2 separate regions of the Danio rerio genome follow, and region 2 is linked to region 1. A link is a contact called in public Hi-C data. All regions are on one chromosome and are shown on one strand. The core of a region is the stretch at or near the end of the contact, and the rest is flanking DNA. Distances in the headings are between cores, read along the strand shown.

Evidence for each region. Hi-C and Micro-C count contacts between places; a contact is called where the count stands out from the background.
Region 2: a contact with region 1 is called in a Hi-C map of hematopoietic stem cells, with 3 times the contacts expected there. The contact joins the promoter of diabloa here to the promoter of si:dkey-260j18.2 in region 1. A contact is called at or near these places in 4 of 18 Hi-C or Micro-C datasets (caudal fin, embryo, hematopoietic stem cells and 1 more) and 2 of 4 datasets of contacts at active chromatin or transcription factors (caudal fin and embryo).

The regions. Positions count from the first base shown.
Region 1 is chr15:16,669,777-16,677,023 of GRCz12tu, forward strand. si:dkey-260j18.2 reads right to left here and starts at 2,809. Exons shown (of 5, transcript NM_001079948.2): 1 at 2,282-2,809; 2 at 32-185. The coding sequence starts at 2,284. sars2 (seryl-tRNA synthetase 2, mitochondrial) reads left to right here and starts at 3,263. Exons shown (of 16, transcript NM_201179.2): 1 at 3,263-3,583; 2 at 4,189-4,284. The coding sequence starts at 3,317.
Region 2 is chr15:17,311,861-17,319,107 of GRCz12tu, forward strand. It overlaps diabloa (diablo, IAP-binding mitochondrial protein a), which reads left to right and starts at 4,257. Exons shown (of 6, transcript NM_200346.1): 1 at 4,257-4,450; 2 at 4,538-4,667; 3 at 5,589-5,714; 4 at 5,805-5,915; 5 at 6,089-6,185; 6 at 6,959-7,247. The coding sequence starts at 4,323. The coding sequence ends at 7,164. All of the region lies in intron 1 of c2cd3 (C2 domain containing 3 centriole elongation regulator), which reads left to right. It overlaps si:ch211-24o8.2, which reads left to right and starts at 21. Exons shown (of 2, transcript XM_009291569.4): 1 at 21-41; 2 at 297-2,934. The coding sequence starts at 308. The coding sequence ends at 1,255.

The DNA.
Region 1 (7,247 bases), core at 1,559-4,058:
TCAATGTTTTAAAACAGAGCCATACTCTCACCCTGAGTTACATATTCCCCCAGGGGGGTGGAGTAGTCATCAGGAAAATCCTCTTCCTCAGAGTCACTGTCTGAAAGAGGCTCTCCACCACCTCTGTCTGCATCCTTCCATGGCTGTGGTCTCCATGTAACCCCTCCACCTCTGACTGTATTCATCTGTAGCAGAGAAACAAAATATCAAGATACAAAAATAAAGTGCTCAATTTCATTAACAAAGCTATAAGCTGATAATTAGATGAATAATACTAACCCAATTTATGGAGATGTACAAACACATGAATATTACTTCTGTTTTTTCAAAGGAAACAATAGTAACTTGTTGTTGACATTTTTCAATGACAATAAGACAAATCCTGAGTGTGTTTTTGTTATGGTTCATTGGCAGATTTACATCAGTCACTGATGGATAAATACTACACTAAAATTATCAGTAGGTATTAATGAGTGTTTCATTAAATAATCAATTCAAATGATTCATTCAAAATGGCTGATTCGTTTAGACTCAAAACAAGCGACTGTTTTTATGAATGGGTCATTGAATCTTTGACTCAAATGAATCCTTCAATACCAGATTCTGAAGTGTTGTTCTGAGATGCTCTAATGTACTGCTCTAGCTTTGTTTAAAACTATTTCGTTTTGTTACACAGAAATAAAACTGCATTCACTCAATAGCTGTAATAGTAGTAATATTAAAAGAAAAAGTTGTATAACGTCAATGTGATTACGAAAATATCAAAGCTTGTTTACTTTTATTAACCTATATAAAACTTTTTAAATTGATATAAACTGCTTTCTAATTTGATTCATCACACAGTGAATATACCTAGAAAACTAAATTGTGCTTTGTATGTTTTTTTTGCAAAGTCTATTTGATAACATCCGTTTTAACCTCACTTAACTACGTTATTAAATATAGCAGACCTTAAGTATTACACACCCTTACTTAAAGTACACTGTTGTACAATATTAGGAAAATTATATTTTTCTGCCTCTATGTTGAATGATTTTACACATACTTTTACATGTACAGGCAGATATTTACAGTATTCGTTATTTATATGGCTGCTTATGAGGAGGATTAAATGGTTTACTGCATTACACAGAAGTGTGTGTGTCTGTGTAAGTGGTTCTACACCTTACTTTAAAAACTAGTTCACCCAAAAATGAAAATTTACTCACCCTCAAAGTGGTTATAAATCAATGCGAGATATTTTTTTATCAGTTAAACACAAAATATGATATTTTTGAAGAAACTGCCCTGAAAACCTTGTAATCATTGACTTCAATACAAATATTATGAAAGTGAATGGTTACAGGTTTTCACTTCTTTACTGTTCGGATAAAAAAAACTGGTGAAACAAGTTACAGGTGAGTAAATTATGACAACTTTCATTTTTAGACGAACTATCCCTTTAAATGAACATCAGCCATTTTAATTCAGCATACTAAAGTTGATAAGAAAACTTTGGCCATTTTGGAAGATTTCAAATTACATCAGTGAAGATGAGGTCAATAGGAGTATAAATCATTAAGACTTTTCCATATCAGATACTGAGACCATCAGTACCCTGAGATGAGAATGCCAGAGCTGACAACACCTTTAACTGATACACAGATTACTGTATTTTATACTTCAGTTCAATGATTTGAGCATGTTTGGCTTTTCAATTTTGTTTAGTCTTATACAAATTAAATATTTAAAAGAAATGTAGCGGTTTACAAACAAAACTGAGAAGCAAAGCTTTGATTTATAGTTTTAAAACTTGTGCATACCACAAAAAGATTAAGGTAAAGTTGGTTTCATATTCGCATACTGGTTCAGTGACAACTTGTGACAGTCCCTACACCGTTTACCATGGTATTTTTAATATTCGGTCTGAGGTCACATGCAAGTACGACTTGAAAACAACATTAGCACAGTAAATTTGCCTGTAAACAATGTTGTGCTTTGCTAGTTATTGGCTGCTAATATTATTTTACTATTTAGCATTCGCAAAGAACAATTTCTGAAATTATATTAACGTTAAACAGAAAGTCTGAAAGTGTAAATATAAATTCAACTTAACATCAATCTTATATTTTAGTTCAGACTAGACTTTATCTAACTAGAGAATATATAATTAGGTTAGAGCTGTTTGGATTGAACCGTCCTCAGTCACATTTCAATAAATAGCGATACTGCTATTTAGCAAATATGCTAAAGGCCTCAATCCAAGAACACATTAGCCAAACGCATTTACAGAAAACATTACCATGAGAAGTGAAGATGTGCCTCAGACGGCGAGTTGACCCAGCAGCAGCCTAGCTCAGTTCAGCTCAGCTCTGGTTGGCGGAGATTTTCCTCAATCTGCGGTACTCTTGAGTTCGACTTTGTGCCTGAAGGCTTTGCGGGTGCCTCGCTGCTTCGGTCGGCCTTACACCCTTCGGCCCGTTCACAACGCCTTGACCTTCCTGGGTAGTTTCAGCGCGAATTGTCGGGCTCATTACGGTGCGTTGACCATACTTAGCACACGAGCACAGAAAAACACGCGCGCGCCTGATAAATCCAGCGCGACGGCCGCCGCTCCATGCAGATTAGCAGAGGCCGGAGCACGGGATCGGTGGAGGGAGCGCAGGCCCGCGGGGAATATATGATGGTTTGATCGGTAACGTCCACTATTGCTCACAGCTGCCAGAATTGCTCCATGATTGGAGGCGAAGCAAGCTGAGGGATTCTGTCACTTGCCGGAACAACACACTAAACTTCCGCTTTTCTCATCGGCCCTGGAACCGGATGCGAAGAGTATTTACTTCCGTTGCAGACGTAAAACAATTCACAAAGTTTACTCTGTAAGCTAAAGAAATACAATTTAAAATGTGAATAATTGCTTATTTTTTTCCATTATGGTTTAATATTCATTTAAAGATATATTATGCATTATCCTACGTCATAACGTTAGTAAGGTGTTTATTACTGTTTTATATAATTATAACAAGAACAACACTTATTATTATTTTATTATTTAAATTACAGGTATTAGTATGAATTTTGCAGTCCTGTAATATTATAGTGATGTATTTTGATAGATCTGATAATTTTGTGAATAGTTTGATAAATCAATTCAACAATAATAAAAACAATAATAACAAAAACTCGATTATATAATAGATTATTTTTTTCCGGATTGTTTTGATAAAAAAATACAGAAATTATAGTTATATAGGGCTGTTTATGTTTGTAGGTAAAGTCCTTTACACGAAATGAACCCTTTCGGCTTCCCTACAGTTCAACTGTCATCCCATCCAGCATGGCGTCCTCTGCAAGGGTAGCTTCACGGGTTTGCTCTTTCTATCTGCTTTTGTCCTCGAGACACGGTGTCAGCAGTGGCTGCAGATGGTCCGGCCGGTCCTGCTCCTCCGCCTCGGTCAAGAGCAGCCTCTACGAGCATGTGCTGGACGGGTACAGTCACAAACCCGAGCTGGACATGAAGCGAGTGTGCGAGGAGGCGGAGGCGCTGACAGCAGAGCTGGAGGACCGCAGAGGAGACCTGAGGCCAGCAGATGTCCCGCTCATAGTAAGACCACACATTGGGATAAAGTTGGTTTTATATTCACAACCCTACTGAAAAAACAGCTTAAACCAGCCTAGGCTGGTTAAGAAAAAAACTGCAAAGTTTTATTAAATAAAAAGAATAAAAATAAATAAATAGACAACAATAGGTGATACAATCAGGGATAATGCTATCTTACAAGTTATCTTTTTAATGGTAGGCTTGACAACATCTGTCTTATCTATTGAATCTATCTATTTTCGGTCTTTGCATCTTTGTCCAAAGATACACATCTTTTGCCATGAAGCAAGCTGAGGTCTATAAATACTTGTCTGCCTCTATTATAATTTAAGTTTTCTGGGTATAAGGGCAGATTATTTTTGCTTGTTGTAAGAAAAAGGTAAATATAATTGACTATCTCTGAAAACGAGACAATATTTTTTGCTTGTCTAGAAATGGCTTCTTGTTTTAAGAATTTGTAGATGTTTGGACTTGAAACAAGACAAAAAGTCTTTAGCAAGAAAAATCTTTTTTAAGTGCAGCACAACATACACATTAAAACAGTACTGTTTCAGAAAATTTCAGTTCATCAATGTGAATACTTAAATATAGTGTTATTTTTTAAATAGATTTCAGTCTGGAAGAATCTACAGAAGGTGCAAGAAGAAATATCACATTTAGAAGGCAGAAAGCAAGTGGTCAGTTCTACAGTCCGTGAGCTTGTGGTAAGTGTACGCACACATTGGTAACACTTTACAATAAGGTTGTATTAGTTAATGTTAGTTAATGCAGTTACTAACATGAACAAGCTATGATTAGGGCTGTAACGATACACCAAACCCACGATTCGGTTCGTATCACGATTTTTGACCCACGATTCGATTCGTATCACGATTTTTTATTTTATTTTTTTCGTGTGGGGTGGGAAAAAAAAGATTTTTAAAACTATTTTTAATTAAATAACATTTGAAAAATCTTTATAAACTAAACATCAAAGAACAATATTAACTATGCATATTATTAACAATATAAATAGCCATATATAAAATAAATAAATAGCCAAAGCTATACCACTTCTGTTTTCTTTGTAACAAAATACTGTTGAAAAACCAAACAGTACTAAACTCCATTGTTTAGATGGTTCAAGCATGTTGAAAATTATTTTTCAATCAAGTTCTCTTACAAAGAAAAAGTAAATTAAATAGCTAGGGATGCTCATTTCGTTAATTTTGCTAACCGACAACCGCCGCTCATTAATCGGTTATTAACGGTTAACTGGTCAGATTACTATTAATTTTATATTAAACAAATTGACGTGTCTATTTTGTGTCTGACACATTAAATATTGCATTTTAAAATACTGATTTATTTTTTATATGTTAGCATATTAATAATAGAACAGAATAACAGAGCATCTTCACGCATCTGCAGTGTTTAGCACAGAAGAGCAGAATAATCTAAATAAAATGAATAAAATAAATAGGACTGCCCTAAATTATTTTCACTTAAATAATTAATTTATATTACAAAACGAAAATACTGACTGATTCTTTTTAATAACCGGCATAGGCTTTTTTTTCCAATCATATGTTTATTTCTTCCGTCAAATAAAAATAGCTGACTTCCTCAAATTGCTTGCTCCACGGAAAATATGCATTTATTTAATGCCCCGCTGTTATTATTATAATCACAAAACCTTTACATTTTTAATAGAAATCATTATTTTAAAGATTATGTCCTGATATAGCCTATGGTTTCCTCTCTCTCCCTCGCGGTTCAAGTGCGCGCGCTGCCTGATGAAAAGACAACAACACGCGCGCATATGTAGACTTTTTGTAAACAGTTTTGTTGTTTAAATATGATATTGCATTAATCTGCGTACATGCTTTAAGCTGTAAAATAAAAAGTAAAGCCTATTTGTTGCGTTTATTACGCAGATCCAGGTCAACATAAGCGCTGGTTTAGTATCAACAGGTCTGTATCAAACAGCAATATTCTTCTTCCATTTTGCTTCTTTGGCAAATGAGTCTGTAGGCACGGGTTATACGTTATGTTCCCGCAAATTAAGTATGCCTTGCAGTTAAACAAGTGGCCGAAAACGAGGCGCACCTAACTGCCTTTATGTTGACAAGGAAAAAAGAAGAGGCGCGGTCCTCTTATGAAACGACTGAATCAGCTGGGTATCGATTGTGCAAAAGTGTTGCTGTCTGTGTTGTTACAATTTTAATATTTAATACTATTGTGATATTCAAGATTTGTATATTCATACAGCTCTGGATAACTTAAAACAGCGATTAGACCGTCAGAGCGGCATTAATGTGAAGTAAAGCGAAACGGCAATAAACTCCAGCAAGATAGAGTGATTGTATGCAGAGCCATATACCTTTATCTCTAAATAAAGTAGGCTATAACTATAGAAACTGTGTTTATTTTAACTGAAAGCTTCGTCGTGTTTTCTGACCTCACGCACCTGTCAGTCAGCACTCTCAAAGGTTCAAACAGAAAGCGCACAGCACGGTTACAGAAAAGTTTGTCTGTTACCTGACATCTGGTGAACGCCCATCCCTCTCTGCGCAGCCACATTAACAGTGTGAGCAAATCATCGTATATGCGCTGAAAATCCGGTCGCTTTGACAGCACTGGCAATGTTTCTGGCGTTGTCGGTTGTCAAGCGGGGTTAAGTTGGTTTTGTTTTTGATATTCTTGACACATTCAGACGGCCCCTTACTAAGAGCTCCGTGCGAGCTCTCCCGGCTAAATATTGCGAGGGCTTAAACGGAGCAGTGCTTGTAATGTCGAACGAAAAAAAGTGTTAATTAGCTCAACTTTTGCAGGCACACGTGACGTTATTGGAAAGGTATCACGGGGTGGGTGTGTCGCGATTCTCCCTTATCACACCGCGACACAGGATCGTAGATCTGAGTGTCGCGATTTCGATTTTATATCGTGTATCGTTACAGCCCTAGCTATGATGAATACATTTATTACATTATTTGTTCATGTTATCTAACATAATGAAAATACTGTTGTTTATTGTTTGTTTTTTAACTCCCGGTGCATTAACTAATGTTAACAAGCATGAATTTGGGTGTTAATATTGCATTAGTAAATGGTGAACTATGATTTAAAAATGCTGTACAAGTATTGTTCATTATTAGTTTATGTTAGTAAGTAAATTAATTAATTAAACCTTATTGTAAAGTTTGACCCACACATTTGCGAAAATACGCAGATGTCATATTCAAGTATATATTTAGGGTATACTTTATGTCCATCATGCTCAAAATTCAGTTTATTAGTGGTATACGTACTGTATACAGTTGAAGTCAGAATTATTAGCCCCCCTTAGATTTTTTTTTTCTTTTTTAAATATTTCCCAAATGGTGTTTAACAGAGCAAGGACATTTTTACAGTATGTCTGATAATATTTCTTCTTCTGGCGAAAGTCTTATTTTTTTATTTTGGCTAGATTAAAAGCAGTTATTAATTTTTTAAACACCATTTTAAGGACAAAATTATTAGCCCCTTTAAGCTATTTTTTTTCAATAGTCTACAGAACAAACCATCATTATAAAATAAGTTTTACCCTAAATTACCCTAAACTGCCTAGTTAACCCAATTAACCTAGTTAAGCCTTTAAATGTCACTAAGCTGTATATAAGTGTCTTGAAAAATATCTAGTAAAATA
Region 2 (7,247 bases), core at 3,007-5,506, 640 kb after region 1:
CAGTTAATATACTCGATGGTCAAAGTAGAGTCTTACTGTCAGTAAGTAGTGGCTTTGTAGGGAAGGTTGTATGTGATATTTTCTTAAAAACATATGTAAGCTTTAATTATCTAACCTGTATAGCCTACTTTATTATTTGTGGTTTATTTATGTAATAGTCTATTTATTGACAATAGATTTTGGAATACAGAACTTGGATAGCCACAGTAGGCTATGTTGATTGCATATTGTAATTAGCCTGCTGAGGAATGTCAATTATGCCACTTATTAGTTTTTTCCTGTTTCTTTTCTGTCAGATGTGTGCAGAATGTCCACTCATAACAGCAGTGGCGATGAGCAGATGCAGCTGATTCAGGTGGACCCCGTGCGGAGGAACATCTCACTGGCGTTGACGCAGGTCATTGTGTGGCCCTTCATCTATCTCATCTTCCTCATGCTCCTCATATTCTCCAAAAAGGAGACTTTCACAACTGAGACTCGCTATATACTGTTCGGACACTCTTTGTTGGTCGACCTGATATTTATTTGCCTGACAGACCTTGTGGTGCTTTTGTCATACAACCTTGTTTTATTACCTCTGCATTTCTGTATCCCCATCTGCATGCTAATGGAGGCTGTCACAGCATGTGCTCCACTGACCATCATAGCCATGTGTGTGGAGCGTTATGTGGCCATTTGCCTGCCTCTTAGACACCATGCCATCTCCACCTCCAGAAGAGCCTTCATGGTGATTTTAATGATCTGGATCGTGAGCTCCATAAACCCGTTTATTGACATGTTCATTCTCGTCAGCACAGCCTCTCATGAATACTTGACTCAGCTCACACACTGCCACTATGAGATTATGATCCCTGAAAAGATCCGCGTGTTTGCCAGGGGGTTGTTGTACATTGTGGGGCTCGTGGTTATTTTAATAATTGAGATATTTTGCTATGTAATGATTTATCTCGCTGCTCGTGCTGCATCTGGTGACAATAAGAAATCTGCATCGAAAGGGCAGCGCACTATTTCCCTGCACATACTTCAGCTGTTTTTATGCACTGCAGAGGTGATGTGCCCTTACATTGAGTCTGTGGTCATGCAGTATGATATTCAGTCATATCTGACTGTACGATTTATAAACTTCCTGGCATTCAGCATCACTTCTAGAGCGGTCAGTCCTCTTGTGTATGGATTTAGAGATGAGAAATTTTATACAGCGATGGTTTACTTTATCAGATGCAAAAACAACACAATCTCTCAATTACATGAATAACTCAAAAATAAGTAAAAGAAAAATGTGTAACATCTTTACATTCATATGAGATTTTTGTTTAATATTCGATGCGCACTAACATGTAAATTAGCAGGTTTGAGTATTTTGTGGATAACAAGTGTTTTCTGTTTATTTATGGTTGTGAACTGCATTATGGGAGCTTGATCTCTGCTCTGTTGACTTTTGGTGTTGAAAATTTGTCAATTCAGCAAAGTTACTTTTATTGACATTTGTACTTTGAAATACTATTATGTACCCTGTATTTGATCAATTAGTCCTGACAGCATATGTTTTTAGGTCATTACTTATTAAACTAAGTTAATAATGTTCTAACTTAATTTTATAAGTTATGCAAGCAGTTTTAAGTCAGTTTCACATAGTAGAAGTTCAATGGACTCAATGATTCAACTTAAAAAATTAAAGCAACTAGGATTTTTTCAGTGTATAAGAAATAATACAGAGAGAAATAAGTCTGAAAAGAAACAAAAAATGTACAGACATTGAAATATTATATATATAATATTATAATTTTTTTTCAAATTAAGTTAACTTAAAAGTTGTTGAAAGAAGGTCCAAATCAATGTAATTTTAAATAAATGGAGGGAAAAACATGAATCACACAATACAGAATAGCATTTATATTTATATGGTTTTTGCAGTGTGGATGTTTTTCTTGTTTTGTTATACTTAAAAGTAATTGATAAGTGCTCCATTATGATTATCCATAACACTCTATCATATCCAGAGTTTGTATTTGTCCGGTGTCCTGACATTTACGCATCAGGTTATGCTACCACTGTATTTGACACTGTATTTGAATGGTTCTGGGGTTGGAGACTTGTGGTTAGGGATTAGGTAGGTTAGGGTGATATTCCTACAGCTTCATATCAAACTACTCCACATTAAATTTTACACCGGTAGCAAAATCTGATGGGTAGCATATTGCATTATTAAAATGTGCATCCTACTTTTAGAATGGAAGGTAGAACAATCTGACAAGGTATGGACACTAAGTGCTTTGGAAGGTGCCTCTCGCATTCAGTGTATTGTTTAGTAGCGACCTCTCTTGGTCGGATTGAGCATTATTTGTGGAAGAAAGACTTTTCCTTTACATTATATTGACTTAAAAGATGTGTAAAAAAGATTTATTGATGATAAGAATCGCATGACATGAAAGATTATTAAAGATTACACATTGCATTGTCAAATCGAGTTCATTTATGCAGTACTGCTCTGCAAAAATCACCTTAAAGTTTAACACATAAATGTTTGCACAACATAAAATCATCAGTTTAAACATTACAAATCTATTAATGCACCCTAAACATGTAGTATGTAGTTACAGTCAAACAGTCTAATCATTGAACAAGAGCAATTATTTAAATAATATTAAAGAAATGTCGTCAATCAAATGCCATAATGTCTGCTGTGTGGCCTTTGCATTCCACTCAGGCATGATGCAATCATGACTTCAAAACAGCCTTTACTGTGCATGATTTCTCTGTATTCCTGTGACTTGGACCCTGAGCTCTATAAACCCTTTGTTTACATGTACATTCTTATACTGCTGCCTAAGATAAGCACTTGAGGGGATTCATCACTATTGTTGTCTACTTTTTTCTTTTCACAAGTGTTTAAAAGTGCTTTATGTAACACGTTTTTCTCCACCATTAAACATTTACCACAAATGTTCAGTTTTCTGCAACTGTTTTTAAAATAAATAGCAATAATATTGGCCAACAGATTTATGCACAGTTAAGAATTAACAATAAATTATTCAAAAAGTAATAATAAATTGTAATTATTATTATAATTATGACTATGATAGGTTAAAAAAAAGAGACCGTCCTACATGCTTTGGGGATTCCTATATTGAGAATTATGAGTAACACTTTATAATAAGGTTGTAATAGGTTTGTTAGTTCATGTACAGTATTTACTAATAACAATACATTTATTACAGTATTCTTTCATCTTTAAACGGCATCATCTTTGTTAATGTTACTTAACGGAAATAGTTATGCATAGTTAGTCCACGCTAAGTCATTGTGCAACTGTTGACAAGCATGAATTTTTATTTTAATAATGCATTAGTAAATGTTAAAGTATTATCAATAAATACCATACAAGTAATATTCATTCTTATGTTTGTAAATACATTAACTAATGAAAACTTATTGTAAAGTGTGAATAAATTACTGTATAAGATAAGATAGCAAATGTTTTTGTTTGTAGTAGGCCTACTAAACATATTTATAAACTTAAAATATGCATATATATATATATATATATATATATATATATATATATATATATATATATATATATATATATATATATATATTTTTTTTTTTTTTTTTTTCCCAATTATAACACCCATAAGTGACTCCTTTTCTGCATTGCAATTTAGGCATGACAACAAGAATTAACTTTACAAATAGTCCAATTGTCTCCCAACAAGCTGATACACAACAGTTGAGAAACTGCTCAAACCAATTCACTGTGCCTTTTCAAAGCTTAAAGATAAGTTATTGGTTGAGGTCGATTGAATTGGGCTATCAAGGCTCCAAAAGCACTGTAAACACAGTAAACACTGCTCCCCATGCTACTGCTCCCCATGTTGTCTTGACAGTTATTTTTGTCGACTAAAGATTTCTTATCAAGTGGGCTTGTTTTTCTGACACACCTCTGAGACGTGCATGCTCACGTATTTGACTGGGTGTCTGGTGTGTTCTCAATACACGCACACTGTGTTATGACAGAGCAGAGGGTCACCATGTGCTTACAGCTAAATAATGTTTACCACAGCCCTTTGTGCTGACGTAGTGTGTACACTTGCGTCAAACCCTATCTTTCCTTGAACTTAAACCAGTAAAATCAAGATTAGGGGTCCGAATAAACGGATCAATATAGCCTGCATGAAGGGGCAGAGTCCCATTAGCAAAGTATAAATACTGGTGGGTAGTGCTGTCAGTTTTAAACATTCAAAAGCTTCACTCAGAAAAAAAACAGGCTTAAGGAATACATATAATATTTCTTTATAGTTTGGATTAAGCTATTAAACAATATGCAGGCTGTTAAAAACTGCGGTTTGTGTGCTAGTGGGAGTTTTCTTAAAGGCCGGACCGACTTCCTGCTCGCCCGGAGAAATATGGCTGTGCTGCGGATGAGCGCCGCATGCGTTCAGCTTCTCAAGTAAGACTGGAAATTAGATATGGATGTTGAGAAGTTGTTTTATATGTAAATATATGCAGTGTCTAATGTGTGTTTCTTATATTAAAGGGATAAGACCAGCGTGCTGTGCAACAGCTCTGTTCATCAGCGACTTCTGCAGCGCCTGCCAAACGTTGCTCGATCCAATGCAGTCCCGTTCAGTGTCGGCACTGGGCTCTGCGCGATGCCTTTTACACAGGTAGTTAACAACCTTAATTTCATAAAGCGTTTTTAAAATATATGTTATAAGTTGTGGACAGTTTGCAAACCGCAGGAACGGACACTCGAGAGCGCGACAGCAACGATAATAACGTTACACGTTTGTTCATCTGAATGAAGATGATTCTGATTCTGACTCGGTTCGCATTTGATTCGATTCTTTTAGTATACTTCAGTTTTCAATCTCAGTGGACCTGTCACGTTGCTTAAGTAAATTCTTAATTTTTCCAGGAAAATAAATCTATAGGACGTTTTAAATAGTTTCCCTGAGGAAGTTTTGCTATGCTAAGTTTATCATTTGTTTTCGTTGTAAAAATGGTTATACATCACATTTCACTCCTCAGATACACATTATTTAGTGTTGTTAGTATATATATATATATATATATATATATATATATATATATATATATATATATATAACTGTTAATTTTTATAAGGGTAAGGGTTCCTATGTTTTATACGTATATATTTACAATTTTGCTACAAAATCCACTTTTTAACCTTTAATGCATGATGCATGCATTTTTAATGGAATATGATGTAAATACTGTATTATTTTAGCCCAGCCCATATCATTTTTATTATAATATTTTTTTTCAAATTTGCAAATTAAACACCATAAAGGATAACCTTTTTTGTTGCTGATTTGTATCTTTTAATCTTAAAAAATAAATCCACAACAAACAACATCAACTGAATCAGACTAAGTCCAAACAAAGTGTTGCTTATTAACATTATTTAATTTTATTAACACTTATTGAAGGAATTGGCTCAAGTCATTCAATCAGCAAACCACACCACACTACACTGGCTTTGCTGTATGTTTATGATTCACTATGATTACACTATTTTGACGTTTATAATAAATCTTTTCTTTTTCTTTTTTTCCTTTCTCCAGCAGGTTGAAAATCTCTCGCATGAATCTCTGATTCGTCGAGCATCATGTCTGGTCACTGACAGCGCCAACACGTACCTCTCTCAGACCACTCTAGCCCTGGTGGACGCCCTCACACAGTACGCCAAGGTAACACTTATAAACATTATTAATTGATCATGATGATTAATGAGTGAATTATCAAATTAACTGGCTTTACTAACCGCTTTTCCCCCATAGGCACTACATACACTCATCAGCCTTCAGAAGCGATACATCGCCTCAATAGGGAAACTGAGCCCTGTTGAAGAGGACAGCATTTGGCAGGTCATCATTGGCCAGCGGGTGGAGGTAAGTGCTCTGTTTATTTACTTTTTGTCCAACAAGGTCTGCTAAGTGCTGTTGAACTAATGCAATCAGATTGATCTTGATTAGCTGGACTGATTAACAGACCTTGTTGATTTCGTACTTGTTATCTAAGCTCACTCTCACAGCATTGACATTGTTCGTCTTTCTCTTTCCAGGTTAGTGATCAATTAGAAGAATGTAAACGCTTCGAGTCAAACTGGATGAACGCCATCAACATTTGCGAGTTGTCAGCAGAAGCAGCCTACAATTCAGGTATGTTAATGAATTAATAATAATAAATTATTTATTAAATTATTAATTATTTAATTAATAAACCTATTACTTTTAAAGGAATAGTTCACCCAAAAATAAAATGATTTATTCGTCCTCCATTTATTCTAAACTAGTTTCAGCTTCTTATATTAAACGCAAATGAAGATATATTGATGAATGCTGGAAAAACAAACAACCATTGACTTTGTATTAGTATTTTTTGTTCCTACTCTGGGGGAGGCAGTGGCGCAGTAGGTAGTGCTGTCGCCTCACAGCAAGAAGGTTGCTGGGTTGCTGGTTCGAACCTTAGCTCAGTCGGCGTTTCTGTGTGGAGTTTGCATGTTCTCCCTGCCTTTGCGTGGGTTTCTTCCGGGTGCTCCGGTTTCCCCCACAGTCCAAAGACATTTGGTACAGGTGAATTGGGTAGGCTAAATTCTCCGTAGTGTATGAGTGTGTGTGTGAATGCTGGAAGGGCATCCGCTGCGTAAAAACTGGCTGGATAAGTTTGCGGTTCATTCCGCTGTGGCGACCCCAGATTAAACAAGAAAATTAATGAATGTTCCTACTATTGATGTCAATGGCTACTTTTTTTCAGAATTTATTGAAATGTCTTGTTTTGTGATCAAATAAATTCATAAGTTTGTAACCACTTTAGGATTATTAAATGATGTGGGGTGGATAATGGGTGAATAATTCCCTAAATAAATAAATAAAATGTACATATGAATGTGATATGGTCTATTAATTGATTCAGTGCTAATATTTTTGTACAGGAGCCGAGCATGCATGCACAGCAACAAAGACTAATCTGCAAGTGGCTCAATCTAAAGTGGAAGAGATTAGGAAGATCTCAAAAGAAGCGGAGAAAAAACTGGCGGAAACAAAAGCTGAAGAAATCCAGAGAATGGCCGAGTACGCCTCCAGCATTGACATTCATGATCTGGAAGACGTTCCAGAGGCCTACCTTCGTGAAGACTAGAAAAACAAAATGCACAGACTTTCTTTAGTTTGCTATTTCTGTAGCGAGCAACGAATCAACAATAAGTTTGAATGAATCCAGAT